Linked DNA regions of Mus musculus: regions 1, 2 and 4 are each linked to region 3. A link is a contact called in public HiChIP or PLAC-seq data. All regions are on one chromosome and are shown on one strand. Each heading gives the region's core, a stretch centred on a gene start, on an enhancer-like site or on the middle of the called end of the contact. The rest is flanking DNA. Distances are from core to core; before and after follow the strand shown.

Region 1 (7,754 bases), core at 1,907-4,406, 420 kb after region 3:
AAAGAAAGAAAATTCTGGAAGCAGGTTTGCAGTGCCTGCATATGAAGTCCATGCCCCCTGATGAGGCACCTGCATGAGGTCCATCCAGCTGGAAGGGAGACACCCAAGCCAACACAAAAGGCACGCCAAGCAACAGGAGGACATTGCCTCCGAAAAGGGTATGCCACAGCATGAGCCCTTGCTGAGCCTTCTCTAGGTCCTCAGGTACCCACAGACACACCTGGGAGGTCAGATGGGTGAGCCTTGGCCCAATCTGCCCATACACACAGAGGTCTGTGTCAGCGCTACGTTAGAAAAATGGGGCTGACTGCTTTGAAATAGTGGCCTTGGGACAGGGCTCCTACGTGGTTCCCTTGCTTTCCTAATGACCATGTTATCAAAAAGCAGGTCCCACCTTGACTGGATGCGGTCTCCCGGGTTGTAGAAGGGGTTGCACATCACATCTGTGTAAGAGTTATGCAGCTTCCGGAACATCTAAAAGAAGAGCAAACGAAGCCGGGCAGTGGTGGCAAATGCCTTTAATCCCAGCACTTGGGAGGCAGAGGCAGGCGGATTTCTGAGTTCGAGGCCAGCCTGGGCTACAGAGTGAGTTCCAGGATAGCCAAGGCTATACAGAGAAACCCTGTCTCAAAAAACAAACAAACAAACAAACAAAAAGTAGAAGAGCAAACGAACACCGGTTAGATGAACGCACTCATGGGGCTGTTGCAGGCTTTTGCCTTCCCAGTGCGGAAAGTGAGGGGCAGATACCCACCTCAGCCCTCTGCACTTACACTGCGGATCTCGTTGTCCCGAAGGGCTGTATTGGAGGAATCCACGACCATGACAAATTTCACCTTGGAATTGGTCACATACCCATATCTGCACGGCTGGTTAAGGAACAAGCCTTGGCACAGAGGCTGTGTGACTGCATACGACACACACCGCATCACAATCAAGAGCCTGCAAGACCTTTGTGAACACTCATTTCAGAGAAGCCTAATACCTGGAGTCAGAGGAAGTGCCAGGCTTGGGTGGCTTGGCAGGAACCATGCAGGTGTGCACCTGAACTGGGGAACAGCCCAGCCTCCTTTTGAACTGATCCTGGGCTTGGGATGTTAACTTTTGCCATCAGTGTTAACACAGTGACTGCAACACCAGTGTCACTGTGGATAGGCTACAATTAATCCCCATGTGAATGTCCTTGGATTCTATGGTCTTAATCATTTGTCCAAAAGGAATGGCCAAGAATTTACAGCGTCACACGAGACTGAGCCTAACAACAGTATCATGAAACAATCGCCCTTGATTCAAAGTTGGTGGCCTCTAGTGAGCCCAGAGAAGCCCAGATTCCCACTATGTCAACTTGCATCCTCCTGGATGCTCAGACTTGCTTTTCCAGGGACTCTTCCAATTAAAGGGAGACAATGTCCAGAGGCTTCCATTAGCTTCGGGCCACCTGCCTGCCTGACCAGCTGAAACCCCTGACACGTTTTCTTTGCCAGCGTTTCCTCCCAGATCCTGCTCCGTGAGTGCAGGATGGGTGCTGAGCAGTGGTGGATACACCTTGTAGTCCTCGGTGGGGTAGAGCAGGCCCAGGTACAGCTCCCTCTGGTCCACCAGTGCTTTCCCCATGGCAGAGATCTTCTCGTCTACCACATCCAGAGACGTGTGCACCATGTAGTGGAACTTGAGCTCACTCTCTGTCGGAGTGCTTCGGATGTACAGAGGGTAATTCTGCAGGAAGAGATGGCAGCCCACCCAGTGAGTTCGGGCTCTAAGGGCAAAGTCAAAGCACTCGTGTGCTCTCAGCCTGACAATGACTCTCTACTGCTTAATGCACTGTGGCATGCTGCCTTCAGCGACATAACTGAACCTAAGGAAGACTGTCTGCAGAGAGTGGACTATAAAGATAAAACTGGGTGGTGTGGCACTTGCCTGACATGCACAGGGCACTAAGTCCAATTCCCAGTGCCAAAAAGAAAAGCAATATGGGACCAGAGATGTAACTCCGTAGTGGAGTGCTTGAGTCGCAGCATTAAGCCCTAGTTCTCTCACCTGTACCAGAAAGGAGGAGGAAGGGAGGGTGGAAGCAGTAGAGACAAATGCACAGGGGCAGGAAGTGAGCAGAAATGACTCCGGAATGCCAACCTGAGCACAGCCTAACAACATACCCTGACACTTCTCTTCCTAGGATCACCTCTGCCTCAACCACCAGCACACTCTGTAGTGTCATCCTAACAGCAGGGGCACTAGCTATTTCTTAACGTGCCACACTAGGGTAGTGGTCTGTTCTCAGTGCTTCGAGACATTGAATGAGTCTCCAAATCAGGACCCTTCAGCATAGATACTGGACTTCCTCCTCCTGAGTTTATCAAAGCAGCAGCTGCCTATGACATGAGTTTTGGTTTTGGTGGCCTCCTGGGGGTATAACTCCCTCTTTCATACTGACAGCTTCACAGCAGTCTAATCCCTAATGGCAGATCTCAGAAAAAGCCTAATAGGGATACAGGCTTCATGCAACAGGATATTGTGGCCCTCTGGAGCTGTCTTAGCATCCATAAACAGCTTTCCGGAAAGAAATGAATATATATGTTGGCCAGCAAGATGACAGTTGGGAATAGAGGGTACAAAGGGGAGAGGGATGCTGTCTAGAGGTTTGCAGGCCTTCACGGTGGAGTAGAAGGGTGCAAAAGACATGAAGGGGACTATCCTAAGGCAAAGAAAAGCACTTGGATTCTAGGCTGACTTGAGCCGCGCCAGGCTTATATTTAAATAGCGCCGGCTGGGCAGCCAGGGGACGGTCCGGAAGGCGGGGCAGAAAGACCGGACGCGGAAGGCAGCTGAGGCCGTGAAAAGAACGCGTAGAGCGACGGGTGGCAGGCTGCAGCGACCAGCTAAGCTTCCCGGGGGATCTCAAAACCCGGAGGCGGAGGCCTGCAAACTGGCGGCGGACGGCTGTCAGCTGTCAGCGAAAGCGAGCCGGAAGGATCCTGATCATAGGGCTTGGCTGAGGCTTGGAGCTCAGAGTTGAAAAGATCAAGACCATGGCTGGAAGGAGGCCCGCCGCCCGCCGCCCGCCGCCCGCCGCCCGCAGCCTCTCACGCACCTCCTTGGCGATCACCGCGATGCACACCGCCATATTGGCAGGCTGTGCGCCACATCATGTGACCCGATGTGGAGGCAGGCCCCGCCCATTCTCCTCCCACCGAGGCTCAGAGCCCGCCTCTCTCTACCATGGCTCCGCCCAGACTCTCAGGTCCGGCCTTGGTCCCGCCCCTTTCCCGTAAGGCCCAGCCCACTCCCTTGTCACTCAGACAGCCTAGGCCCCACCTCTCCCTCTTCTTTTCTCCGTGGCCCTGCCCCTCCTCTCATTCTGCCGCCAGGGCCCGCCCTACAGTCCAAAAGGAACCGCGGCAGGCTTGGGACTGGGTCTTGACTCCTCAGCGGGAGCTTGGTTTGCTATGGCGGCCTGTACCGCAGCCCAGCAGCTGCTGCTGGTACTGAGTGCCCTAGGACTCTTGGCCGCAGGTGCTCCGCAGCCCCCCAACATCGTGCTACTGCTCATGGACGATGTAAGTGGGGCCACGCGGCGGGGGGACACGGAAGACACAGGGCAGCCACACGGCGGATGAGCAGTGACCCGAGGGAGGCCCAGAGCCCGGTGTCACATCTTTCACTGTTTCCGCAGTGGGGGTAGGTGTTCAGGGAGGCCCTTTTCTTCCTACTTCCCCTCCCGAGAGCGGGCTGACATTCTCCTCCCCTCAACAGGTGGCCCTGCCTTGGTGCCCACCTCCAGCCTGACCTCTGGGGGAACTCTGACCACAAAGTCAGGCATAGAATGTCACCTGCGAGTGCAGCCTGTGGTCATTTATGAATTCTGCCCTGGGGCATATCTCCCTCAGTGTCCCTGTCTGAGAAATCTGTCGCCCTGAAGTGACATGAAAGCTTAGAAATCAGTCATGTAGAACACTAAGTCAGATGGAACTATCCAAACAGAACTAGATGGACTGTGCCTTCCTCGCAGTCTCAGCCTGCCAGCCCCACCTCCACCCCCACCCCCCCACCCCCAGACACACACTGTGGAGTGACATCTGTTGGCTATTGTTAGAATCAGAGTCACATCCAGTTCAGGATGATTTGAAACAAATCAGAGGCTAATACCGGCCGAGGCTAATTAATAGCCAAACCAGCCCTCTGCAGGGCCTTCAGACCTGTGCTGATCCACACTTACCTCCTCAAAAAGGGGAGAGGGATGCTGTCTAGCGATCTGTGGGCCCATCAGAATGGAGAGGTGCTATATATGTAAAATAAGTTGAATTTTAGAGACTTTTAAAAAAAGATTTATTTATTATTATAGATAAGTACACTGTCGCTGTCTTCAGACACACCAGAAGAGGGTGTCAGATCTCATTATGAGTGGATGTGAGCCACCATGTGGTTGTTGGGATTTGAACTCGTCAGTGCTCTTACCTTCTGAGCCATCTCGCCATTCCAATTTTAGAGACTTAATAGGAGAAAAAGAAAGTAAACATCCCACTTGATAAACATTAGCTTAGTAGTTTTTTATTACTAAGAAAAATACAGATCTAAAAAGTCCTGTACATAAGTCCCACCACCCAGAAGCCACTGCAGGAAACCCCTTCCAGCTTCCCGTTCTTTGTGGATGCTGACTGTTCACACAATGGATGTCTGGCTTCTCTGGCTCCTGTCCTGGTCACTAATAGCAGACTTTGCACAGTAATGAGCAGTACTGAAGATCTATATATAGAGAGAGATTTCATACATATATAGTGCCTTTCAGTATTAAGTCGTTTTAGGGCCAAATCGCACTGGCTCGGTTTGTTTGTTTCCACTGGTTTGATCCAGAAGTACTGACTACAGGCTCGTCTGTCAGTTTTCTGCTCTTTTCCAAATGACAGCCTGTGAGGAGAGGTCTTCTCTGACACTCCCTTGAGACTCCTGAAGAACGTTGAACTGATAGACTTTGGGTAACTGAGTTAAGTAAATGTGCTCTTAGCTTTCATTTTGGCGTCCTTACTTTTTGTGTTTTGTTTGCTTGCTCTCTTGCTTGCTTTTTTGAAATAGGGTCTTGCTAAGTAGTGTTGGCTGGCCTGAAACTCACTCTGTAGCCCTGGCTGGCCTCAAACTCAATGCAATCCTCCTGCCTCCACCTCCCCAGTGCTGGGATTGCAAGCATGAGCCACCAAACCTAAAGACTTACCTAACTGCTTTTCTGATGTGGTGACTAGGAAATAAAGTCACATGGAAGGTCACAGTGCATTTCCGTTGGGCAGCTCCAGCTGAGTAGAGAGGTTTTTAGGTAATGGAATGTGACAAGCAATGACCAACGGTTTACCTGAAGGTGGTTGACTAGGAACCACCACCACCTACCTTCTGGATACCCGGGGGCTGTGACAGGAGGGTTCTTTGGAGTTGAATCCCAGAACATTGTACAAAACCCGGGTCTTGTCACGTAGAGACTTTTGATACAAATAACGGGAAAGGAACTCAATTAACTTCAGCAGCACTGGGAATCCCTGGCTTGACCAAGTAGACAACAGGGCACTCTGGCTTAAAGCAGGTAGCTTCAGGCTTCCCCTTTCATAAAGCTGCTGCTGTCTGTAAGCTGGCCCCTGGGAGCCCTGTGTCAGCCTCATGCCAGCCGCAGGCAACTCCCAGCTCACCTACTGTCAGCAACCTTAGTGGGACAATGGCTTTTGCTGACTTGGGCCTACTTCTAGGCCAAGCATGGGGAAGGGGTAGAGAATCTTCCGGACTGTCCAACAGGGAAGCTAAGTCCATCTCTTGAAAGGACACCTAGGTAGGGAGGCCTCCTGGGTTTCTACTTGACCTACTCCAGGTTGCCTGTGCCAGAAGAGGCAGGGATACCAGAAGGTGAGAAAAGTCCCGAGGTGCTCACTAGGCACAGATAAGAAGGTACAGCCTCAACAGTCCAGGAGCCTCCAGACTAGTGCCTTCTCTCCATACCCCTCCCTTCGGCCCTCTGTAGCTGCCTTTGCCAGGCTAATCATGTCTGAATCTGCAACGGGTGCTTATGTGTGTCTGGCTTCCCGAATATGCCACGGCTCCCATCTTGGCACTGTCTGACTGTCTCAAACTTAAATTCTTCAAGGATGGCCACTGACTCTAGACTGGTTGGCTATAGTCCTGTCCTACTCTGGTCATGAGTGCCAGCGGGCATGGTCTGGGTAAACCCAGTTTGTTTCCTGAGTGCCGTGGGGGTCAGGGGTGGGCATGCTTCCCAGGCTGCCTGCAGAGGAGAGAAAGAGTCAGAGGGGACCATAAGAGGGAGAGAGTCAGGCCATGGTCAGGGAAGTTTAGCTGCTCTGACTGACTAGCAATCAGGGGCTTTTTTATTTATACAAGTTTCACAGAACAAAAGCAAACCAATGATTAACCAAAAAGTACAGATCATAGATCATGTGTTTGATTATTTATAACACGTCCAGGGTTACAAGTTCAGTTACAATTAGAAAATACAAACAGAACAGATTTTATTCTTATTGTCAACCCTATAGCTCCAATTTAAAGAACTAAAGAATGTCTCCTCCAAGGTGGACATGTTTGTTATTATATGACAGCTTGCTTTATAGGCTGGCTGTGCTTGTAGGCTTTTTAAAAGTTATTATTTTATTTTATTTTTATGTGCATAGGTGAGAGGATGTCAGATCCCCTGGAAGTGTAGTCACAGACAGTTGCAAGCTGCCATGTGAGTGCTGGGAATTGAACCTGGATCCTCTGGAAGAGCAGCCAGTGCTCTAACCACTGAACCATCTCTCCAGCTTCCTAGTCTTTGTAGTTTTAAAGCACTCCATACAAACAGAAAATATCTGAGCCCATCTTTTTCTGAATAGCAAACACTACTTCCTGACTTCTTTTACAATATGTCTCGCAGGCTGCACTAAAAGTAGGGAAGGCTTATCTTAATCACTCTATCTTATTTAACTGAGTTTTATTCCTCCAGGGCGTGCCCTGCATCACCCCCTATCTTTAAACCATATATTCTGAGAGCTCTAAGCCTGTAATAAACACAGACCTTGAGGCCGTTTGTCAGATCCAGAGTTTGCCATTTGTCTGTTTACCCTGTACCAGTTGTAGTTTGAGTTTGCTCAGGGGCAGATACCCCACACACCCAAACCCCAAAAAATCCTGGAGTAATGACCTCATATGTTCTTATATGTGCTTAATGATCTCCAGGGCGTAAGGAAGCCTTCCAAATAGTGGCCAAAAAGACATAAAGTGAAGCCGGGTGTGGTGGCGCACGCCTTTAATCCCAGCACTCGGGAGGCAGAGGCAGTCGGATTTCTGAGTTCGAGGCCAGCCTGGTCTACAGAACGAGTGCCAGGACAGCCAGGGCTACACAGAGAAACCCTGTCTCGAAAAACCAAAAAAAAAAAAAAGACATAAAGTGAATCATAATGCGGGAAGTTCTCAAGAATGCAACACGCAGAGACCACAGTTTAAAAGTGAGAGGCCGAGCCGGGCGTGGTGGCGCACGCCTTTAATCCCAGCACTTGGGAGGCAGAGGCAGGTGGATTTCTGAGTTCGAGGCCAGCCTGGTCTACAAAGTGAGTTCCAGGACAGCTAGGGCTATACAGAGAAACCCTGTCTCGAAAAACCAAAAAAAAAAAAAAAAAAAAAAAAAAAAAAAAAAAAAAAAAAAAGTGAGAGGCCGAAAGACAACAGTCGCAGCTTTGCTGGAAATGTGTCCAGTGTCCAACAGCTGTGCTGGCTGCGTGACTCTCACAGTT
Region 2 (6,891 bases), core at 3,177-5,676, 450 kb after region 3:
TGTCCTTGCTCTTCTCACCTCTAAAGATTAGCGCAAGGGCTCAGGCTTTCAGGGCTAGACCACTTTATGTCCTAGAACGTCTGAGAGCGTCAAAGCTTCCTGCCAGGAGCTGATGGGCCCTGGTTGACACAACAGCCTCGTAACCAGAGCCGCCTTCTCTCCAGCTTCCACAGTGACGAATACCAGGACGCCCTCAGCAGGACCACCCAGGTTGTCCAGGAGCACCAAAAGTCCTTGGTCCCCGGACAGCCCCAGCTCAATGTGTGTAACCAGGCTGTCATGGTGAGCGATGTGTGCGTGCTGGGGCTTGCTTGTGCTCGGCGACTGCTGCCGGTGCTAGACAAAGTTAGTCTCATCCCTGTACAGGTGCAGCTCAGCCTGGCAAGGGCACTCGTTCCGTGAAGTGGGGGGGGGGGGGGGGGGGAGGACATCCTACTAACACTGCAGTGTTGGAGGGGGGTAGCTCTGCTCAGGACGGGGTTGGGCACAGCCCTCTCTCAGGGTCCCACTGGGGAGCAGCTTTGCTGCATTCACAGACTGTGCCTGTGTCACTAGTTATTGCTAAACTCCCTCCCACATCTACCTCTCCTCCTAAGGTCCCAATAACCAACAGAGGTACATGCCACCAGTGTTTACTCTGGGGAACCAAAGAATTCATAGGCTTTCTTATGGGACAGTGAGTGAAGAGTTACAGGTGGGAGCTTGGAGGAGGGGGCACTCAAAGCACCCATGCTGGAAGGTCTGTGGCCAGCAGAGATGACTCCTTTCCTGTGTCCTTCTCCACCTATGTCCTCTAGCCCCTCCCCAAGGCTGCCTGTGGTTAGGGCAGAATTGTGTGAACGTGACTGGGAGGAATGGCTAGGTAATCAGGCGGGAGAGAGTTCCATGATTCTCATGGCAGTCCTTAAGGAGAGTCCATAGTCGCTGGGTGTGGTGGCGCACACCTTTAATCCCAGCACTCGGGAGGCAGAGGCAGGCGGATTTCTGAGTTCAAGGCTAGCCTGGTCTACACAGTGAGCTCCAGGACAGCCAGGGCTACACAGAGAAACCCTGTCTCGAAAAAACCAAAAAGAAAAAAAAAGGAGAGTCCATAGTCAACAAACCAAGCTGCCATGACCTTTTTTTTGCAAGCAAGACCAGCTAAACTTGTGGAGGCGGCAGCAGTTTGGCTCAGGGGATAGTTCCACACAATACTGGTATTCTGAGCTCTGAACAGCAGTGGTAGATCAGGGGGCTCATTCTTAGACTGCCAGGTTTCTGGGGCCTCAGGAGGCCTGAGTGTCCTTACCACGGTGGGGCATTGCCGTTCCATCCAGGCTGCAGCCACGCTGTAGTGCAGGCTAAGGAGCTTTGGTCGCGGTCACTTCCTCTGCCACTTAAATAATTGAAAGGCAGGGAAAATGTGGATGTAGAGGCAGCAGCAGAGAAATCGCAAGGACCACACAGAATCAGCAGCTGAAGCAAGGCGTTCATTGGGGGTGAGGGGACACACATGCAGCAGACACACACAGAGGAAAGATTTTAAAATCTCTGGAACATTTTTCTTCGATAATTTAGGGTTGGTCAGTTTGAGGGAAGCTAGGATGGTTGATTGGCCCAGAACTGTACAAGACATGTTTGTTGAGCCCATCTATGAGTCTGCTATTGGGAGACCAAAACCTTTATCTTAAATTAGTGCGCTTTTGTTTCAAGCCAGGAGGGTAAAAAAGAAGCCAGACCGGCCACTTGGAAATTCAATACCTTTATCACCCCAATCCCTGACTACCAGGGAATCTGTCTAACTCCTAGACTCTCCATTCTGTGGGAGCCTCTTTTTCCTGGCTTCCCCCACTTGGAAGCTGCCTGAGTTCAGGCTGTTAGGCGCAGCTCTGCCCTGGGGCTCCCTTTCCTTGCTACTGGCTTGCCAGTTGCAGCCCCACCCCACCCCTAACCCCCCTTTCTGCAGAGCCAGAGCTGCTTTTTAAAGCAGGACCCGGGGCTCCACATTCCTAGGATTCTGGAAGGCATGGAGATAGGGATATCCCCGCCTTGCAGCCAGGTGGGTGGGTGAGGCGGGAGGGCCACGTCTCGTTAACTGTGCCCAGTCTGAAACGCCTGAATAACTGCAGTTCATTTTCTTAAATGTCCTTTTCCAGAATTGGGCACCCCCAGGCTGTGAAAAACTAGGGAAGTGTCTGACACCTCCTGAGTCTGTCCCTGAGAAGTGTTTCTGGGCCCATTAGCCAAGACCAGAATCTCCAGCCAGCCCTGCAAGTGCCTGGGAGACCTTGTCCTTCGGACTGATGAATGGAAGAGACCAGCTGCCCTCTGCCCACCCATCCCTGCATGGACGGCCCCTGCAACCAGGTGCAAGGCTCCAAGACTGCTCATCCTGGAGCCCTGACCCTGTAGTCCGCTCTCGAGCACCACAGCCCATCTTGCCAACTGGCTCCTGAAAAGGAAGCCGGGGCCTTGATCACCGTAGGTACGTCAACCCAGGGTCTGAAGCACTGTCACTGTCCCTGCATACATTTCAACCTAGGTGCCGTACACAAAAGTGAAGATTTCAGCGAAATGCCAAGGAAGTGCCATCTATCTGGCTTCTCCCCCAGGCCAACCCTCTGAGCCACCCTACCTCTTTCGCACTGGCTACAAACAAAAGACAAAGACAGCACCTTTTCCAGTCAAGGTGGCATCTGCACTGCCCCATGGAGATGGGAAGATGACAGCCTAAGTTTCTGGCCCTGGCTCAGGGCAGTATGGGGCCACTTCTGTAACCTGCCACCTCTCATATGCTCCACATAATCTCCAAGACCCTTTCTCTGAAGGCTCATGGACAAGTTTTCACATCTGTGCAGTAACTGCAGAGCCAAGGTTGAGCTGTAACGGTTGGGAAATGATGGTGAAGAGACTGAGAGGAAGAATAAAGGAACAGGAGGGGGTTAGCTCTGGTAGCCCCAAGTCTATTTTTGGGTTGGTTTGAGACAGGGTTTCTCAGTGAGGTGCTGGCTCTCCTAGAACTCACTCTGTAGGACAGGCTGGCCTTGAACTCAGAGATCTGCCTGCCTCTCTTGGGAGTGCTGGGATTAAAGGCGTGCGCCATCATGAGACCACCTATCCTGGTCTTTTGTTTGTTTGTTTGTTTTTATTTTTTTCAAGGCAGGGTTTCTCTGTGTAGTCCTGGCTGTCCTGGAACTTACTTTGTAGACCAGGCTGGCCTTGAACTCAGAGATCCACCTGCCTCTGCCTCCCAAGTGCTGGGATTAAAGGCGTGCGCCACCACCGCCCGGCATATCCTGGTCTTTAAAATCGAGATTATGATGGGAGACTGTGTGTTAGATCTCCACGTACCTGTTGCATGAGCTTTCCCTGGGGATTCAGAAACAGATGCCCCAGATACGATTCCAGTGAGAGCCTAAAGTAACCATCGTGTCCAATGAGTTCACTGCCTACAAGAACATGAATGACCCCCAGAGCAGCTGCATCAACCAAACGGAAAAGTCTCGGCCCAGCATAGATGACAAGTTCCTAATAGATTCATAACGGAGCTTCCCTTTAGTTAACCTTCCTCCATGTGAGTGTGTGTGTGTGTGTGTGTGTGTGTGTGTGTGTATTCTAGTGCCTCCAGAGACCACATCAAATGGAAGAATGCAGCTCACGGGCTCACAGGAAGGTCCAAGAAGGAATGTTTAGAATCCATTGGACCCTCCCCACACCCTCTCCTTTGATGGAGCATGGGCCAATTTGGAGGATATCTTTTGAGTAATTGCAACTGCACTGAAGATGATAATGGCCATTATACTCAGAGGACAGTCTTCCACACCACTACCTATAGACCCAGGTACTGTGCTGGGAAGGTAGAACCCCAGTTCTGTCTCTGGCTATCAGGACCTTCTGGTCCCCACCCCAAAACGAGGAGGGCACATTCTGTTGCAATGCACAGGAGTGTCTGTGGTCTCAGAGAAGGCATTCCTTACCCGCCCTGCTACCCTGCTTTCCCCTGCGCTCTAGCCCACACACAGTGCACTCCCACCTCTGGACCTAAGACTATCCATCAGCTCCCTTCCGGGCTAATTCCAGGAAAGCAGGGGCTGAATCTCAGGCCCCTTGTACTATGCGCGAGGGAAGGAACGCAAGGCCAAACCACTCCAGCGGACCTGGGCAAGACCCGTCCCTGCTCCCCCAGGTCCAGAAGACTAGCCCCTGGAAAAGCAGGACTGAAAAAGCGTGTGTGGGGCAAAACCAAAAAAGGATGGACATCGCACATCCCCTTTCCACCCATATATCTTTGAGGTAGGGATGCTTGTGTTTAGGCAGCTCAAGAAATCTAACCCCTGACTCAGGCCCCACACACACCTCGCAGAGGCCCCGCCTCTCAGCCTGTCCCGCCCCTCGTGCTAGACCAACCCGCACCCAGAAGCCCCGCCCATCGAGGACGCTCCGCCCTTGTTCCCCCCGGGATTGACGTGAGTTTAGCGTGCTGATACCTACCTCCTCCCTGCCTCCTACACGCACGCGGCCATGTCGGAACCTGAGTTGAAACTGGTGGCGCGGCGCATCCGCAGCTTCCCCGACTTCCCAATCCCGGGCGTGCTGTTCAGGTGCGGTCACGAGCCGGCGAGGCGTTGGCGCTGTACGCTCATCCCCCGGCGCAGGCGCGTAGGCAGCCTCGGGGATCTTGCGGGGCCTCTGCCCGGCCACACGCGGGTCACTCTCCTGTCCTTGTTCCCAGGGATATCTCGCCCCTCTTGAAAGACCCGGACTCCTTCCGAGCTTCCATCCGCCTCTTGGCCAGTCACCTGAAGTCCACGCACAGCGGCAAGATCGACTACATCGCAGGCGAGTGGCCTTGCTAGGCCGTGCTCGTCCCCCACGGTCCTAGCCCCTATCCCCTTTCCCCCTCGTGTCACCCACAGTCTGCCCCACACCCATCCATTCTTTCTTCAACCTCTGACACTTCCTCCTTGGTTCCTCACTGCCTTGGACGCTTGTTCACCCTGGATGAACTATGTAGGAGTCTCCCTTCCCTGCTAGGTACCCTAAGGCATCTGCCCTCGGTGCTTGTTCCTAGAGACGAACTCTGCTCTGTCCTTGTGTCCAGAACCAGGCCTCCCTCTTTTAGGGCACAAAGCTGGCCAGCATCCTGACAGCAGGCTGGGAGACCCTGGAACCTCCAGATGACGGACATCCTTGCTTAGGGGTAGCCTCTGGGATGAACTAGATACTAAAAATTAGGTAACCTTGGTTGGGCGTGGCGTGCCTGGGCAGACCTCAAGCCTGGTAGCTTCAGGGGCTGTTTCTCCCCAGGACTACACCGGGGCATCTTTCTCTTGTTCCCTCACACAAGCTTGTGTTAAACAACTGCTGTCTACCTGGCTCCATGCCTGAGCTTCAGAAACACCCTAGGACAGCTGAATGTCCACCAGGAGTGTCCAGAGGGAGGGTGGGCACCCCAGAGAACAGAGTGGCCCTGGTAAGTGCTCAGGGACCACAGACTTTTGCCCACTTCACTTCCTATTGGTACCCCTGGCCATGCTCCAGAAATTAGGGCATGTATGTATCCTTCCCACGACAGCTAGATGCTGCATTTGAAAGGTGGCAAGAGCCACCATAGGTGGCCCTGAGCTGTTCAGAAGGCAGGTAGGATCCCCAAGGCTGAGATGATGAGTTGATGGCTACCCAGTAGCCATCAACGTTCTTCTAGCCGTAGTCAGCAAGACCTAGTGTTCCTAGCAAGTGTTGACCTCGCCCATACTTGGCCTCTAGATTCCCATGCCCCTCAGCTCCATCCCACAACCTTCCCTCCTTACCCTAACAGGTCTAGACTCCAGGGGCTTCCTGTTTGGCCCTTCCCTAGCTCAGGAGCTGGGCGTGGGCTGTGTGCTCATCCGGAAACAGGGGAAGCTGCCGGGCCCCACTGTGTCAGCCTCCTATTCTCTGGAGTATGGGAAGGTAAGCGAGCTGTGTGTAGAGGAAGGGCAGGGTCTTATCACGGCTACCAGTGTCTAGGAGTAAATGTGGGTGCTCAGAGAGGTTGAGACATTGGGTCAGGTTTACACCACCCAGAAACGCTCGAGGCTAGGGAGGTGGCCACTTGTTCGCGCCTAGACTCTGTCTTACACTACTTCCTGTCTGCAGGCTGAGCTGGAAATCCAGAAAGATGCCTTGGAACCCGGGCAGAGAGTGGTCATTGTGGATGACCTCCTGGCCACAGGAGGTAAAGAACCAACCCAAGACAAACAGACTTCAAAGGGCCAGACCCTGTCCTGGGTGCTGACTAAGCAAAGAGCTTGAACACCTCCTCTTTCTCTGTCCCTTCCCCCCAGGAACCATGTTTGCGGCCTGTGACCTGCTGCACCAGCTCCGGGCTGAAGTGGTGGAGTGTGTGAGCCTGGTGGAGCTGACCTCGCTGAAGGGCAGGGAGAGGCTAGGACCTATACCATTCTTCTCTCTCCTCCAGTATGACTGAGGAGCTGGCTAGATGGTCACACCCCTGCTCCCAGCAGCACCAGGAACTGCTTGGTGGCTCAGCCCAGGCGCCTAAGTGACCTTTGTGAGCTACCGGCCGCCCTTTTGTGAGTGTTATCACTCATTCCTTTGGTCAGCTGATCCGCCGTGCCTGTGGACCCCTGGATCCTTGTACTTTGTACACGTGCCACACACCCTGGAGCATAGCAGAGCTGTGCTACTGGAGATCAATAAACCGTTTTGATATGCATGCTGCTTCTCCTCAGTTTGTTGCATGGGTCACATTCCAGGGCCTCCAGAGTGACACTACAGGGACAAGGGGGCTCAGGTGGGAACCCATAGGCTCAGCTTTGTATTGAAGCCACAACCCCTACTAGGGAAGCAGATGTTATCTCTGTCAGTCTCTGAGGCAGCTGACTACATAAACAGGTTTATTGCTTCACT
Region 3 (7,311 bases), core at 4,620-7,119:
CCTCTGGGTTCAAAAGTTTTGGGACATTAAAATTAAAACAAAACAAAACACAGATTGGGTAACTTTTGTGCCAGGACTTGGGTTTTGCAGTTCTGTCTCCTGAGTATGGGGTTACAGTCCTGTACCACTAGACTTCACTCAGTCCCTCCCCTCCCCTCCCCTCCCCTCCCTTCCCCTCCCCTCCCCTCCCTTCCCCTCCCCTCCCTTCCCCTCCCCTCCCCTCCCCTCCCCTCCCCTCCCGTCGTGTGGTGTATGTATATCGCAGTACATGTGTGAACTTCAGAGGAACCTGTGGGTCCTGGGGATTGATACTTAAGGCATGATGGCAAGCACCTTTATCCATTTGAGTCATCTCATTAGCCCTTGGTGTGAGACTTAGGTAATTGGTCTGTACCTTCCCTTACAGCTTAATTAGTTTAGACAGAAGTAACATTAATGAGATTACATGCAGAGAGCCTTTATATACAAAGAAGTTACTCCTGCTTCTGGTAAACTTGCATTATCCTTCCCCTTCTCAGCAGTGGGGTTTGTGGTCACTAGGCAAGGGTTCTGTTTACTTCCTAGCTATATCTTCAGCTGGGGTACCTACTTCCTCTCTTTGTTTTTTTGAGCCCTGACTGTCCTGAAACTGTGTAGACCAGGTTGGCCTCAAACTCATATTGCATGTCTTGCTCTTCAGACTGCTGGGACTAAAGGCATGTGCCATCACACATTTTTTTTTTTTTTTTTTTTTTTTTTTTTTGAGAATGGGGTGGGATGAATTGTGTGTTGGACTCAGAGCATGCTGGGTAAGCAGTTACTCCTGGTGTGCCCCGGCCCCCTCCTCTATTTTTGCCTTTTTCTGTTTATTTGTATTTTGAAGCATTGTCTCTGTCTATATCAGACTGGCTTCAAACTGCGATTGAAGATGGCCCTGACCTCTTCCATCCTCCTGCCTATCCCCACTTCTGTGGCTCTAGTTTTATAGGTATTCACCACCTTGCCTAGTTTATGCAGTACTGGGAATTGAACTCAGGGCCCATGCATGCTAGGAAAACACTTGACCAGCTGATGAATTAAAGCTACATCCCAGCCTCACTTACACAACTCTTTTTTTTTTTTTTTTTTTTTTGAGTCTCTTCTACAAGCCCTGACTGCCCTGGATCTCACTATGCAGACTAGGCTACCCTCAAACTTGCAGAGATTCACCTTCCTTAAGGAAGAAAAGGTTTACTTTATCCTATGGTTCCAGAAAGTTAGTCTATAATGGCAGCTAAGGCATGGCATAATGGCAGGAGCAGGGAGCAGAGAGATTATCCACACACAATAAGAAGGTGGGGGGTGGGGGAGAAAACGGGGCCAGTGAGATTATAGATTCTGAAAGCCAGTCTTTAGTGACATACTTCCTCCAGCAAGGTTAGACCTACACGTTCCAGACCCTCCCCAAACAGCATGACCAACTGAGGACTGAGTGTTCAAACTCAGGAGCACATTTCAACCACCACAAGGTCTATTGTTTCACTACGTTGATAGTGAAAACATCTCTTTAGACTATATATTCATTTTTGCCAGATGGTTTAGAGTCCTCCATCCTAAGAGCCAGCTATAGCATGTCTGCAGCACTCATCTCTGTCCTGTCACTTTACTACTCTGTGCGTTTGTGAGAGGTGCGTGGATGGGGAGGTCAGAGTTGGGAGTCAGTTCTCCTCCAAATGTAGGTTCTAGGGAATCTACTAAGGTCAAAGGTCATTAGGGTTGTGTGGCAAACCCTTTTTGTGTGAGCTATTCACTGTTTGTTGATTTTGGGCCCAACTGTATACTCCATGTTACTCCTGTACAACTGACGAGTAACCTTGATTTCTTATTCAACCTAAGCTAAAGGATCAGGTGCCGTTTGTTTTGTGCCTACTGTAGGCCACACGGGACTCTGCATAAGGACTTGGGTAGCTCTGGTGTCCTGTGGTTTACATTTTCGAGGGAGATGTGGGCAGCTTACTTCAGAGAGGACACAGTGTTCAGGAAAGTGACAGGTTCAGATCAGAGAAGCCTCGAAGTGGTCAGACAGGGCCTGCATGTATTTCAGCAGAAATGTTCATATTAGGAGCTCTTCTGTCCCAGACAGTTGGTAGGGAGTTAAGAGACTTTTGGTATTTGCTCTCATAGTTTTATTTAATAAGTCAGTACAAAATGTAAGCCAAGACAGGTGAGAGGGAGTTAGGCTTTCAGTAGTTGCAGGAGCCTGAGACCCTATAAAGGAAGAGTAGAGACCCTGTGTGTGTTCAGAACTGGATGATGAATTCACCTCAGGTTTAGTTTTATTTTCTGCCTTCTGTATTTTCTTTCTATTTGTGTCAGTACATAGGTAACTAATACTTACTGAAAGAGATTGGTCTTTGAAGGTCATCTGCCTTTACAGAAGCTTCTATATGTCTGAGAAAATGGTAATACTGGGTAGGACATAATATTTTATCTAACAAACATTTAATACATTTACTCAAGACAGGATTTAATAGTGAGTGTTTTTGAGTTACCTCGGGCTAGTAGGATGCAGCTCTTCCCCTGAGAACTTTTATCTGCTGTCCTTTGTGGCACAGGGCTAAGTGAGAACTACCTGTGGAGTCTGGTGTGGCGGGCAGCTCTCACAGTGGCTGTTTTTGTCAGGACCCCAATGAGCCCTTAGCGTGACTGCAGTGATGGGTAAAGGTGAGCAGAGGCACAGGGAAGGAGATGATGGGCAGCATTGACACTGGATAGTACTGAGCCCTGTGTTCGATTTTGCTTTCTCATCTCCCTCTCCACCAAAAGGACTTCATGGCTCTCTGGTATGGCTACATTGCTTAGGGGATTGCATCTTGCTAAGTAAGAGTGCTTTTCAGAGACACTTCTCACTATGTAGCTGTAGCTGGTCTGGAACTCAGTATGTAGACCAGGCTGTCCTCAAACTCATGTGTATCCACCTTTCTCTGCCTGGAATCAAAGGCATGTGCTGTTGCCACTTGCAACCAAGTAAGGGCCCCCCCCCCCCCCCCCCCCGACAGGGTTTCTCTGTGCCGTCCTGGCTGTCCTGGAACTCACTCTGTAGAAGACCAGGCTGACCTGGAACTCAGAAATCCGCCTGCCTCTGCCTCCCGAGTGCTGGGATTAAAGGCCTGCGCCACCAACTGCCTGGCTAAGTAAGGGCTTTGAAACAAGCTGTGGTTCACTGGGCTGTAGACACCTCAGTGACTGCTGGGCCCAGGGTGACTCAGCTCCTAGGTGGGCAGGAGGAGAGACAGCAGCATACATTGTATGCTATCTTTATGATCTTTCTTGTACACACACACACACACACACACACACACACACACACACACACCAATATTATTATATATATTTGAGACAGAGTCTCCACTTTGGAGACCAGGCTTGCTTGCTTCTTTGTGGAGTGCTGGGATTAAAGGCGTGAGCTATTATGCTGGGCCAGCAGTATATATTTTATTTTAAAAATAAAACATTATTTTACCTTATGAGTCTGAGGCTTTTCCTGCATGTATGGATGTGTGTCCCTGGTGTCCAAGGAGGTGAGAAAAGGGTATTGGATCCCTTGATACTGGAGTTAGGGCTGGTGGCGAGCCTCTTGTGGGTGCTGAAAACTGAACTCGGAGTTCTCTGCAAGAGTAGCAAGTATTAACTGCTGAGTCAGTTTAAACATTTAAAAATGTACAGGGTTTTTCTTTTTCCCTGTAAAAGTCCAAGTAAGCTTTCCGAGTGTAAGAGGGCAGTGCACTAAATATGGCAGCTTGGCATGACTGCAGAGGTGCCAGATGCCCCCGAAGGCTGTGCACACACTCACTCACCCCGAAGGCTGTGCACGCTCACTCACTCACCCCGAAGGCTGTGCACACACTCACTCACCCTACTCACCCTGAAGGCTGTGCACACACTCACTCACCCCGAAGGCTGTGCACACACTCACCCCGAAGGCTGTGCACGCTCACTCACTCACCCCGAAGGCTGTGCACACACTCACTCACCCTACTCACCCTGAAGGCTGTGCACACACTCACTCACCCCGAAGGCTGAGCACGCACTCACTCATCCCGAAGGCTGTGCACACACTCACTCACCCTGAAGGCTGTGCACACACTCACTCACCCCGAAGGCTGAGCACGCACTCACTCATCCCGAAGGCTGTGCACACACTCACTCACCCCGAAGGCTGTGCACGCTCACTCACTCACCCCGAAGGCTGTGCATGCACACTCAGGTCTTTACTGATTTTTATGGAAAGCTTTTTCAGAACTGTCTCCTTTTCAACAGTGTCACAGCTTACTTTGTTGTTTATTTCCCTACCACAGTTGCTAATCTAGCACTGCTGTCTTACTGGACTGGGATGGATTTAGGGGACCAGAATCCTGAGTCCTGACTCTTTAGGGGACCAGGGGATTGTTGCTGTTGGCACACAGAACTGTGGTACAGTGGGATGGAGAGACAAGGCCCTGAGGCAGGCTGTCCTGCTTGGTGTGGCCTTTTTTTTTTTTTTTTTTGGTGCCTTACCCAAACAATGCTGGCTCATTTTCTTGTTCAAGAATGCTTTTGAGGGATATGTTTTCAGTGAGTGAAATTAAAAGACCAAAAAACTTAAAAACAAGTGGGCCTATCAAAGCTGTTTGGTTTTGAAGTGTTTGTAGCTGGGGCTGAAGTCAGTTCTCCATGGGCTGTTAAGAGAAAGGGAGCCAACCTGCCTCCATCCGCAGACTCTGAGGCCAGTGGTGTCCAAGACCTAAAACTCATGGAAGGTTAAATAACAGACTCAGGGAGTTGTATATTTAATATTGTGGTACTGAACTTTACTTTTGAAAATGGAACCTGTTACTTATGGGGGAAACTAGAAGGTAGGTTGTGGGTGTGAAATGGGAGTGGTGAGATTTGTAGCCCATGTATTAATTTTTAATTTTTTATGTTTCCTTTGTATGGAGTCTGGTGTGTGGGTGTTACTTCCTGCTCACATTTATGCTAAAGTGACTAATCCAAACTGGATATAGTGGTCTATGCTGGCAATCCCAGGGATGCCAGGAGTTTGGGGCCAGCCTTATAGTAAGACAACTCCTTAAATGCTCTATACCCACCCCCAAAACCCAGTAAATAAAACCTATGTGCGGAGGTGTTGTAGTGAGTTGTTGGAGAGCTAGACCTGGAACTCATATTCTTTCTCACTTCTGTAGACTTGCTGTGTGGATATTTGTCATTGGTGGCTACCAGTGACCTGTGGCATGTACTCCTGTGGATGTAGCTGTCACTTAATAGGATGTGGAGGTGATAGACAATCACACAGCATGAACTAGATGGCTCAGTGGGTCGGGGGCTTTTCGGGCAACCTTGATGACCTGAGTTTAATCCTCGACTCCACAGGGTGGAAGGAGAGAACTGGCTGCTTCAGATTTGTCCTCTGATAGCAAGATGTGCACCTTATCTCTGCCGCCCTCTCCCCCTTCCAGTGATTAACAAAAGAGAAATACAGAAACGCATTGATGAGGATCAGATTCCGCATTCACATTGTGACTCAAGCCTAGCATGTGACTCAGAGTAGACGTCTCTCACTATGAATAGTTGATGCTCGTGTTAATTCCTTCTTCCTCTTCCTTTCTAGTACTTTTGGGGTTTTTTGCTTTAGTATTGAGCCATGTATCCCCAGCCTTTTATTTTTGTTTGTTTGTTTGTTTTTGTTTTGAGACAGGGTTTCTCTGTGTATCCCTGGCTGTCCTGGAACTCACTCTGTAGACCAGGCTGGCCTCAAACTCAGAAATCCGCCTGCCTCTGCCTCCCAAGCGCTGAGATCAAAGGCGTGCGCCATCACGCCCGGCTCAGCCTTTTATTTTGAATTAGAGTCTTAACCTAAAATGCCCAGAGAGACCGTGAACTTGTGAGCCATAGGCATGCACTAACATGACTATCCTGATACTAATTCCGGTTTCTGAGTATATTTTATTCTTGCTTGTTTGTTAATTGGTTTTTCAAGACAGGATTTCTCTGTTGAAGCCTTGGCTGCCCTGGAATTCACTCTGTAGACTAGGTTGGTCTGGAACTCAGAAATCAGCCTGCCTCTGCCTCCTGAGTTCTTGGATTTACAGTTGATCAATAAAATCTGTATAGAAAGCATCCAGGGCTGGTTAATCTAGGGAAATAACTTTTTAGGCCTTTAAAAATAACCTTCAGTTTTAATATAAGTTGTCCTTAAGCTTGAGATGTTTTTCTATCTGACTTCATTGATCTGTGCAGTAGGTAAAGCAGTTAATGTTCTAGAGATGTGACCCTTTTCTGAACCAATTAACTGCCAACTTGAGGACTGGTTTTCAGGGGACTTGCCAGTGATGAGACTGTTGCCCTGGGAACAAGGGGGACCCAGAGGAATCCACTGTACATACAGTTGTCAAAGGCTGCATGGCTGTTTAGTGCTTATGCAGCTGGACTAGAGCTTTTGTATGGTTTGAGTATTCAAGGTTTAGTTCTGCTGAGTGCCAGGTTTGGTAGCACACACCTCATTCCAGTGCTTGGGAGACTCTAGACCACTTTGGGCTACAGAGTGAGGCCTTTTTTAGATGTATTTATTTTATTTTTTTGGGAATAAGTGTTTTGCCTGCGTTTATGTATGTGCACCACATGTGTACCTGGTGCCTAAAAGTCAGAAGAGGATGTCGGATCCCCTGATACCTGGTTGTGAACCACCACGTGTGTTCATCTGAACCCAGGTCCTCTGCAAAAGCAATAAATACTCTTAATCTCTGAGCCATCTTTCTGGCTCCTTTAGCTTATTTAATTTGTTTTGTGACAGGGTTTCTCTGTGTAGCTTTGTCAATCCTGGTACTGGAACCAGGCTGGTCTCAGCCTCCCTAGTGCTGGGATTAAAGGTGTGTGCTGCATTAAGTCTGACAGATAGTTAACAATGTTTGAGACAAGGTCTTACTGTATTTCATACTAGCCTCACTCTCTGTGTGTAGCTAGTCAGTGGCAGCCTTGTTTCTGATTTTCCCGAGTGCTTGGGCTGCAGGAGTCTGTCATGGTTGTCAGTCTGTCAGGTCCATGCCTAGTTTATACCGCTGGAGACGGAATGAACCTAGGGCTTCGTGCCTGCTAGGTCAGAACTATCACCAGAGCTACACCCCCAGTCCTTGCTTTTGCTTGTTTTTCCCCAACAGTTTCCCCTCAAAGTTCAGGCTGGCCTTGAACTCTCATACATCCCAGGCTGTCCTTAGTCTTGCTCCAGTTCTTACCATTTCCTCAAATGCTGCATTACAGCTGCCATTCACCACAGGGCTGAGACCCTTTCTGTTAAAAAACAAAACCAAAAACCAA
Region 4 (6,953 bases), core at 3,526-6,025, 310 kb before region 3:
GGCTGTGTGAGTACATCTGAAGAGGGGGGACTGCTTAGTTGTCACTGCAGGGAAGATCAATAATCTAAGATGGGCTCCCTAGAACTGCGGTCCTGTGAGCCAGGACACACAGGAAGGTAAGAAACCCTGGGCCAGTGGGTAAACAAATTCACCTCTCATGGTGGACTCAAGGGTTGGGGTTTTTCCAACGGCACCTCTCAGAGGAGCAGTCCCCGGGTTGGAGGGCAGATGGGAAGCTGGACTCTGCATTTTATTTACTAAACACATCAGCGTGAATGCCAAGACGTGAGTCAGCACGTTCAAGGGCTTACTCACTGGCTTAGCCCCAGCCCAGGACATGGGTAACTTCCACACCCATTTCACAGATGAGGAGCTGAAGGCAACAGATGACTCTCAGACATCACAACTGGCAGGTAAGGGTGGCTCAAGGAGGCAGGCCAGAGATCTTAGAAGGTGGCCACCAGCAATCCCTCAACTACCCCACTTCCAACCCTCCCCGTTCCCCAGGCCTCCTTTAATCTCCTATAAAGGTAGAGTCATGTAAGGACGTGAACCACAGAGTCCCTAAGTTCTAGAATGAAGTGAGACATAAAAAAAATCAGCAAACCATGAAACCGTCTGCTAAGTAAACCTGCTAACGCCACAAATATGTTCAAATTGCATCAAGAACCAAGAAGATTGCCAAAGATAGAGACTGTGAGCCCCATTAAAATAATGGAAAACAATCAGGCCCCCAAATCAGTGACAATCAGGCCCCCAAATCAGTGAGGCGAGACACACACACACACACACACACACACACACACGAGAGAGAGAGAGAGAGAGAGAGAGAGAGAGAGAGCACGCTGTCGGAGGTCTGCCATCCCAGGGACTGTCCCCTGTCCCCAGCACACATCAGATGCTTAACAAAACATTGTAGCTGTGTCGGACGCTGGAAAGATGAAAGAAAACTGAGCAAGAATAAGGGTGCTTCCTGGAAAAGCTCACATGCTGAGTCACGCTGGGGGCCAGGAAGGCGGGGAGGGTGGTGGACGTTAGCTGGTTCTGACTCCTAGTCTTCAGCCCAGAGCAGCTTTCTGGCTGGAATTTTTATTTCTATTTTTCTAAAGATTTATTTATTTATTTTATGTATATGAGTACACTGTAGCTGTACAGATGGTTGCGAGCCTTCATGTGGTTGTTGGGAATTGAGTTTATGACATCTGCTTGCTCTGGTTGGCCCCGCTCGCTCCGGCCCAAAGATTTATTTATTATTATAAATAAGTACACTGTAGCTGTCTTCAGAAGTGCCAGAAGAGGGCGTCAGATCTCATTACAGGTGGTTACTGGGATTTGAACTCAGGACCTTTGGAAGAGCAAGCACAGTCAGTGCTCTTAACCACTAAGCCATCTCGCCAGCCCCCATAGGATTTTTAAAAAGACAATGTCTCACTCTGTCCAGGCTGGCCTTGAAACTCAGCACACAGCTGAGGAGAAACTTGAATTTCTGACCCTCTTGCTTCCTCCTCTCCAGGACATGGGATTAGAGACATGTGCAAATGCATCCAGTGTATGCGGTGGAGACTAAGCCCAGCACCGCCTTCTGTGAGCCCTGTAAATACTCTACTGAGTGAGCAGCCGTCCTAGCCCATGAGTAGAATGTTTTTAATGTGCTAACAGCTGTCTCTGTTAGGGTTTCTAGTCCTGCAACAAAACACCATGGTCAAAAGACAAGTTGGTGAGAAAAGGGGGTTATTCAGTTTACACTTCCACATTGTTCTTCATTAGCAAAGGAAACCAGGACAGGCACCCACACAGGGCGGGAACCTGGAGGCAGGAGCTGATGCAGAGGCCATGGAGGATGCTGCTTACTGGCTTGCTCAGTCTGATTTCATATAGAACCCAGGACCACCAGCCCAGGGACAGCACCACCCACTATGGATGGCCCCTTCCCCATTGATCGCTAATTGAGAAAATGCCTTATAGCTGGATCTCATGGAGGCATTTTCTCAGCTGAGGCTCCTTCCTCTCTGATGACTCTAGCTAGTGTCAAGTTTGACATGCAAAGCCAGCCAGTACAATAGTCACTAAGATAACAAAAGATGTCTCAAAATTGTTTATGGATCTAATTATGCTTCAAGTTGCAGAAGATTTGGGGAGTTTGTTTATTACTGTTTTGAGACAGGATATTATTGTCTAGCTCCAAGTCATGACAATCCTCCTGCCTCGGCTTCTTGAGCGCTCGGATCACAGGGATAATCACTATTCCAGGGGGGTCTTGGGTTTCAATGAGCAAGCTACGGCCTGCGAGCTCCTGGGATGACAGTGACCACAGTGATGTCCTCAGCTCTGTGCTGAGGGCTGAGACTCTAAGTGTGCCGTCACACCCCACTGCCAAGGTATCTTCTCTACACACGAGGAAACTGGAGCTCGGGCAGACTGAGAAATTTACTTGAAAACATATGGATGATAGATAATGGAGCTGGGCCAACAAGTTCCCTTTAGGTCTGAAATGCTAAGTCAGGATGAGAGTCGGAAGCAGAACACATGGTTTCCGTCAGCATTGTTTCTGTTATGGAAGCAGCTTGGTGCTAATTTACCCAAGCAGGGTACCCTTGCCCTGAGCATAGATGGCCACTCCAGATTCTTTAAATAGCAGATGAGAAATCCAGGAAGTAAGAGGACTGCCTAGCCCCTCCTCCAGTGGAAAGTGCCTCTGCCACCAGTGGTGGTGGGTGGAGCTGCCTCCTCAAGTCAGGTTCTGTCCGGTTCACGGTCACGGTCACGGGTAAGTGGATGATATCACTTCATCATCTAGGGGACAGAAATGGCACCTTCCTGCCTAACTCATGGTATCACCTCAAGGAAGAAGTGAGCTAACAGATGCAGAGACGCGTCCTAGGGTGCGATACCGGATGGATACGCAGTGCCCGGCCGTGCAGTGACGCGTGCAATGGTGGGAGCTCCTGACTCTAACTCCTTCTTGGGGTTTGGGTCAGGGTCAGGGTTAACTACCCACTCTATATGATACAACCCCACTTCACCCCTGACTCTGCTAAAGGGGACTTTATACATCTTAGGGAGGCCTCTTGCTATACATTCCCTGCCCCATGCCTGGGCTTCTGGGAGTATTTTGACAGTGAACGAAGGCTGGAAGGAGCAGATCCTTTTTAAGATCAAAAGACTTCCTGTCTTGCATCTCAGGCACAGGGCAATGAAGATGTGGCATACGCAGTCCCCGGCGGACAAGGGAACTGACCACAGCCCTCAGAAGGTGGCTTGCCAAGTCTCTCACAGTTATAACTCTCTCACCTTCTCACATAGCTTGTGGGCTTTTAGAAGGCACACCACTCTGCGTCACGACACCTACAAGATCACTCAGTGCTACATCTATCCTGCACCAAAAATCTCCAGTGTCCTCTGAAGACAGACACACGGGGCACCTGCACCCAGGACATTAGGTATCACTGAAAAAAGCAAGGAAAGGTGTCGATTAAGGAATTTACTCGGTGGTGCACAGCTTTAATCCCAGCACTCAGGAGGCAGAGATGAATCTTTGAGTCTGAGGCCAGCCTGGTCTATAGGGCAAATTCCAGGACAGCCAGGGCTACACAGAGAAACCCTGTTTCAAAAAGCCAAAATAAGAAAGAAAGGGGGAAAAGGGAAAGAAAAGAAAAAGAAATTCACTTGAAATCAGATCTGGGAGGCTGAGGCAATAAGATTTCAAGTTTAAGGTCAACCTCGGTAACACAGAAAGGAAGACCCTGTTTCAAATAAAGGACCAATAAGATGTGTTTTGTGTGCTGAGTTGATCCAAGGCTCCCACTCAGGGAGAAAAACAAAACAGAAAGCAACGCCTGCCTTTAGGAGGAAGTACACACGCCTGAGTGCTGGTATGTGCAGGAAACACTCACGATCTTGGCAGCCTGTGAGTAGGGAGGATGGGCGGGCATCCAGGCACACCAACACAAGGCCTCCTTCAAGGTCTTCCCTTAAACTTTCTGAATTTGGGCACTGGCTGCTCTTATAGAGGGCCGACATCCCCCACACTCACAGGACAGCCCCACAGCACCGTGTAACAGTCTCCAGTTTCGGAGGATTCAGCTCCCTCCTCTAGCTTCCGCGGGCATCCGACATGCACGCGGTACACATACACACATCCAGGGAAAATTCTCATACAGATGAAATAAAATTTAAGAAGAAGCTGTCTGAATTTTAAAATACATGGATTCGCTAAACCCAAGAAATAAATTTGGAGCCGGGTGTGGTGGCGCACGCCTTTAATCCCAGCACTTGGGAGGCAGAGGCAGGCGGATCTCTGAGTTTGAGCAGCCTGGTCTACAGAGTGAGTTCCGGGACAGCCCAGGCTACACAGAGAAACCCTGTCTCGAAAATTTTTTTTAAAAAGGAATAAATTTTGAAAAGAGAAAATACACCACCGACATTTCTCCTGGGTCTGGGTACAGCCTCCAGTAGAGAGACTGGCGTCAAAGATCACGTGACTAAGCAGTCCCAGTTTCCTCTCGCACAGTGGTATCACTTACCACAGAGGGCTGGTCTGGATTGGGTGGAAACACACCCAGTGACTGGCACTCGGCAAGCAAGCCACACTTACAGGTGGGGGTGGCTTCCACTGTCGAGAAATGAACTGTAAAACTGAGCTGTGAGCCGGTTCACAAACATCAACCTTGGAAATTGGAGAAAGCCGAGAGGGAGAACCACCCACAGGAAGGCACACAGTCAGAGTCCCGTGTTTGTTTAACAAATAGAATTCTGTGGGGCAAAGGGATGGATACAGGTGTGGCCACCCTGCTCTTCCACAGCTGGGCGTGGCTGATCCGGCCTGAGTGAGAGCGGCAGGCTCCTCTAAGCGCTCACCCACACGCGCCATGCCCACACACCGCTCCCAGGAAGTGCCTCGCTACAACAGGAACCCCGTCCACCAGTGGCAGGTCTGGAGGTGAGCCCGGTCAGCAGTGCACAGGGCTCAGGCCTGCCTTGCACCCCAAACCTTGAACACTCATGATTCGCTAACAATGGGCAAGTCTTGGGGGCTGGAGTCTGGAGGATAAATTAACAGCTAAAACAAAACAATGGGCAGGCCTGGCTTCTGTGTTCCTGAACACCTCCATATCCAACCTCTGACAGCACATCACTAAGGCCTCACCACTGGTCCCAGCCGGAAGACAGTGCAGGAAGTTGGCAGAATTAGATTCAGCAAGATGGCTCAGCCAGTAAAAGTGCTTGTTCTGTAAGCTTGAAGACCCGAGTTCCGGCCTCAAAAGCACGGGGGGAGGAAAGATCTGGACGTTATCCACATGTGTCATGGCACACATATGCTCGTAGTCACAGACGTGTCTCACACACACACACAGAGTGTGAGTAATAAATGTGAAAGAAAATAAACTGGGTGAAAATAGGTTAGAAAGATGCTATTCTTTGGGGTGGGACATTGATGAGATGGCTCAGTGGGTGAGGGTGAGCTTCAGCAAGCCCAACAGCCTGAGCCCAAGCCCTGGGGTCCCTATTGTGGTAGGAGAGAACCGGCTCCTGCAAGTTGTCCTGTGATCTCCATGTGTGCCGTGGGGCCTGCACTCACACTCACACACACACACACACACACACACACACACACATATAACATATTTAATATATATATTAAAGATTTATTTTTTCTTTTTAAAGATGTACACTGTAGCCTTCATGTGGTTGTTGGGAATTAAATTTTTTAGGACCCCCTGCTTGCTCCAGTCAACCCAAAGGTTTATTTATTATTTATTATTATTATTTTATATTTATATATTTTGTCTTATTTGTTTATATTTATATATTTTATTTATTTTCTTATATATTATTATTATAAATAAGTACACTGTAGCTGACTTTAGACGCACTAGAAGAAGGTGTCAGATCTCATTACGGGTGTTTGTGAGCCACCATGTGGTTGCTGGGATTCGAACTCAGGACCTTCAGAAGAGCAGTTAGTGCTCTTACTGGCTGAGCCATCTTATTTTATGTATGTGAGTGCCTTGCCTGCATATATGTAAGCTCACCACATGCATGCAGTGCCCACAGAGGCCAGAAGAGGGCATCAGATCCTTTGGCTCTGGTTATAGGGGCAAGCTGCTGCTTTGTGGTGCTGGGAACCAAACCCAATTCCTCCACAAGAGCAGCAAGTTCTTTCAGCCGGTGAACCATCTCTCCAGTCTCAAACTTTTCTTTATTTTTTTCTTTCTACTTAAACTTCTGTGCTCAGCTTCGGGTCACTTACCATTCCAACCTTCTTTTTGGGGGGAGAGGCAGGGTTTCACTATGCAGCTCTGCTGTCCTGGAACTCACTCTGTAGACCAGGCTGGCCTCAAACTCACAGAGATCCACCTGCCTCTGCCTCCTGAGTTCCAGGATTAAAGGCATGCATCCTCCACCCCACCCCCTCCCCTACCCCCAGCGACGGAGGCATTTCTCAATCGAGGTTTCTCCTGCTCAGATGATGTCAGCTTATACCAAGTTGAGGTATGTCAAGCTGACATAAAACTAGTCAACACAGTGTGGTAGGAATCCAGGGCCTGGTAATAATGTGCCCACCAGGGACGAACAAGAAAGCAGTTGATAAAACCACCATTTGGAACCAAGCTCTGGGCCATGAGAAGGTAACCAGTTCTGGAAACTTTACCAACGTAGTAAAACCTCTGCAGCCTCCGCAGCAGAAGTGTGGGCACAGAGCTGAGAGATGAATACACACATGACGTTCACGCAGTTCGTTACGTGCAGTTTTAAATTCATTTCCTGCTTTCTGTTTTGTTTTGTTGAGACAAGATCTGATGCAGCTCAGGCTGACCTTGAACTCACTGTGTAGCTGAAAAGAACCCCGAACTCCTGGTCTTCCTGCCTCTACCCCCTAAGAACATGCCCTCATGCCCAGCTGCATGCCGGGTTTTTATTATTATTATTATTATTATTATTATTATTATTAT

What was found. HiChIP or PLAC-seq counts read pairs in DNA pulled down with a chosen protein or histone mark.
Region 1: an H3K4me3 HiChIP or PLAC-seq map of bone marrow-derived macrophages shows a contact between it and region 3, with 4 times the contacts expected there. The contact joins the promoter of Trappc2l here to the enhancer-like site in region 3. A contact is called at or near these places in 14 of 39 promoter capture datasets (the 3T3-L1 cell line, 3T3-L1-derived adipocytes, the C10 cell line and 10 more), 1 of 115 datasets of contacts at active chromatin or transcription factors (bone marrow-derived macrophages) and 1 of 9 other capture datasets (embryonic stem cells).
Region 2: a contact with region 3 is called in an HNF4G HiChIP or PLAC-seq map of pancreatic cancer cells. The contact joins the promoter of Aprt here to the enhancer-like site in region 3. A contact is called at or near these places in 7 of 39 promoter capture datasets (cranial neural crest, embryonic stem cells, hippocampal neurons and 3 more), 1 of 484 Hi-C or Micro-C datasets (Th1 cells), 3 of 115 datasets of contacts at active chromatin or transcription factors (effector CD8 T cells, embryonic stem cells and pancreatic cancer cells) and 1 of 9 other capture datasets (adipose tissue).
Region 4: a contact with region 3 is called in a FOXA1 HiChIP or PLAC-seq map of pancreatic cancer cells. The contact joins two enhancer-like sites.

Annotation. Positions count from the first base shown.
Region 1 is chr8:122,607,028-122,614,781 of GRCm38.p6, reverse strand. Trappc2l (trafficking protein particle complex 2-like) reads right to left here and starts at 3,156. Exons shown (of 5, transcript NM_021502.2): 1 at 3,089-3,156; 2 at 1,544-1,716; 3 at 774-861; 4 at 395-474. The coding sequence starts at 3,121. Galns (galactosamine (N-acetyl)-6-sulfate sulfatase) reads left to right here and starts at 3,295. Exons shown (of 14, transcript NM_016722.4): 1 at 3,295-3,554. The coding sequence starts at 3,444.
Region 2 is chr8:122,574,442-122,581,332 of GRCm38.p6, reverse strand. Aprt (adenine phosphoribosyl transferase) reads left to right here and starts at 4,426. Exons shown (of 5, transcript NM_009698.2): 1 at 4,426-4,580; 2 at 4,712-4,818; 3 at 5,798-5,931; 4 at 6,118-6,196; 5 at 6,306-6,696. The coding sequence starts at 4,501. The coding sequence ends at 6,448. It overlaps Galns (galactosamine (N-acetyl)-6-sulfate sulfatase), which reads left to right. Exons shown (of 14, transcript NM_016722.4): 13 at 165-282; 14 at 2,136-3,096. The coding sequence ends at 2,222.
Region 3 is chr8:123,026,184-123,033,494 of GRCm38.p6, reverse strand. All of the region lies in intron 1 of Ankrd11 (ankyrin repeat domain 11), which reads left to right. Among named protein-coding and RNA genes, the nearest start is that of Ankrd11, 12 kb to the left of the region's middle. Within about 2 kb of position 5,869, at least 71 of the 459 cell types and tissues checked have an H3K27ac peak or open chromatin away from gene starts, as enhancers often do. A contact at or near this core is called in Th1 cells, adipose tissue, bone marrow-derived macrophages and 3 more, where this site is marked.
Region 4 is chr8:123,339,388-123,346,340 of GRCm38.p6, reverse strand. All of the region lies in intron 1 of Spire2 (spire type actin nucleation factor 2), which reads right to left. Among named protein-coding and RNA genes, the nearest start is that of Spire2, 10 kb to the right of the region's middle. Within about 2 kb of position 4,775, at least 85 of the 459 cell types and tissues checked have an H3K27ac peak or open chromatin away from gene starts, as enhancers often do. A contact at or near this core is called in pancreatic cancer cells, where this site is marked.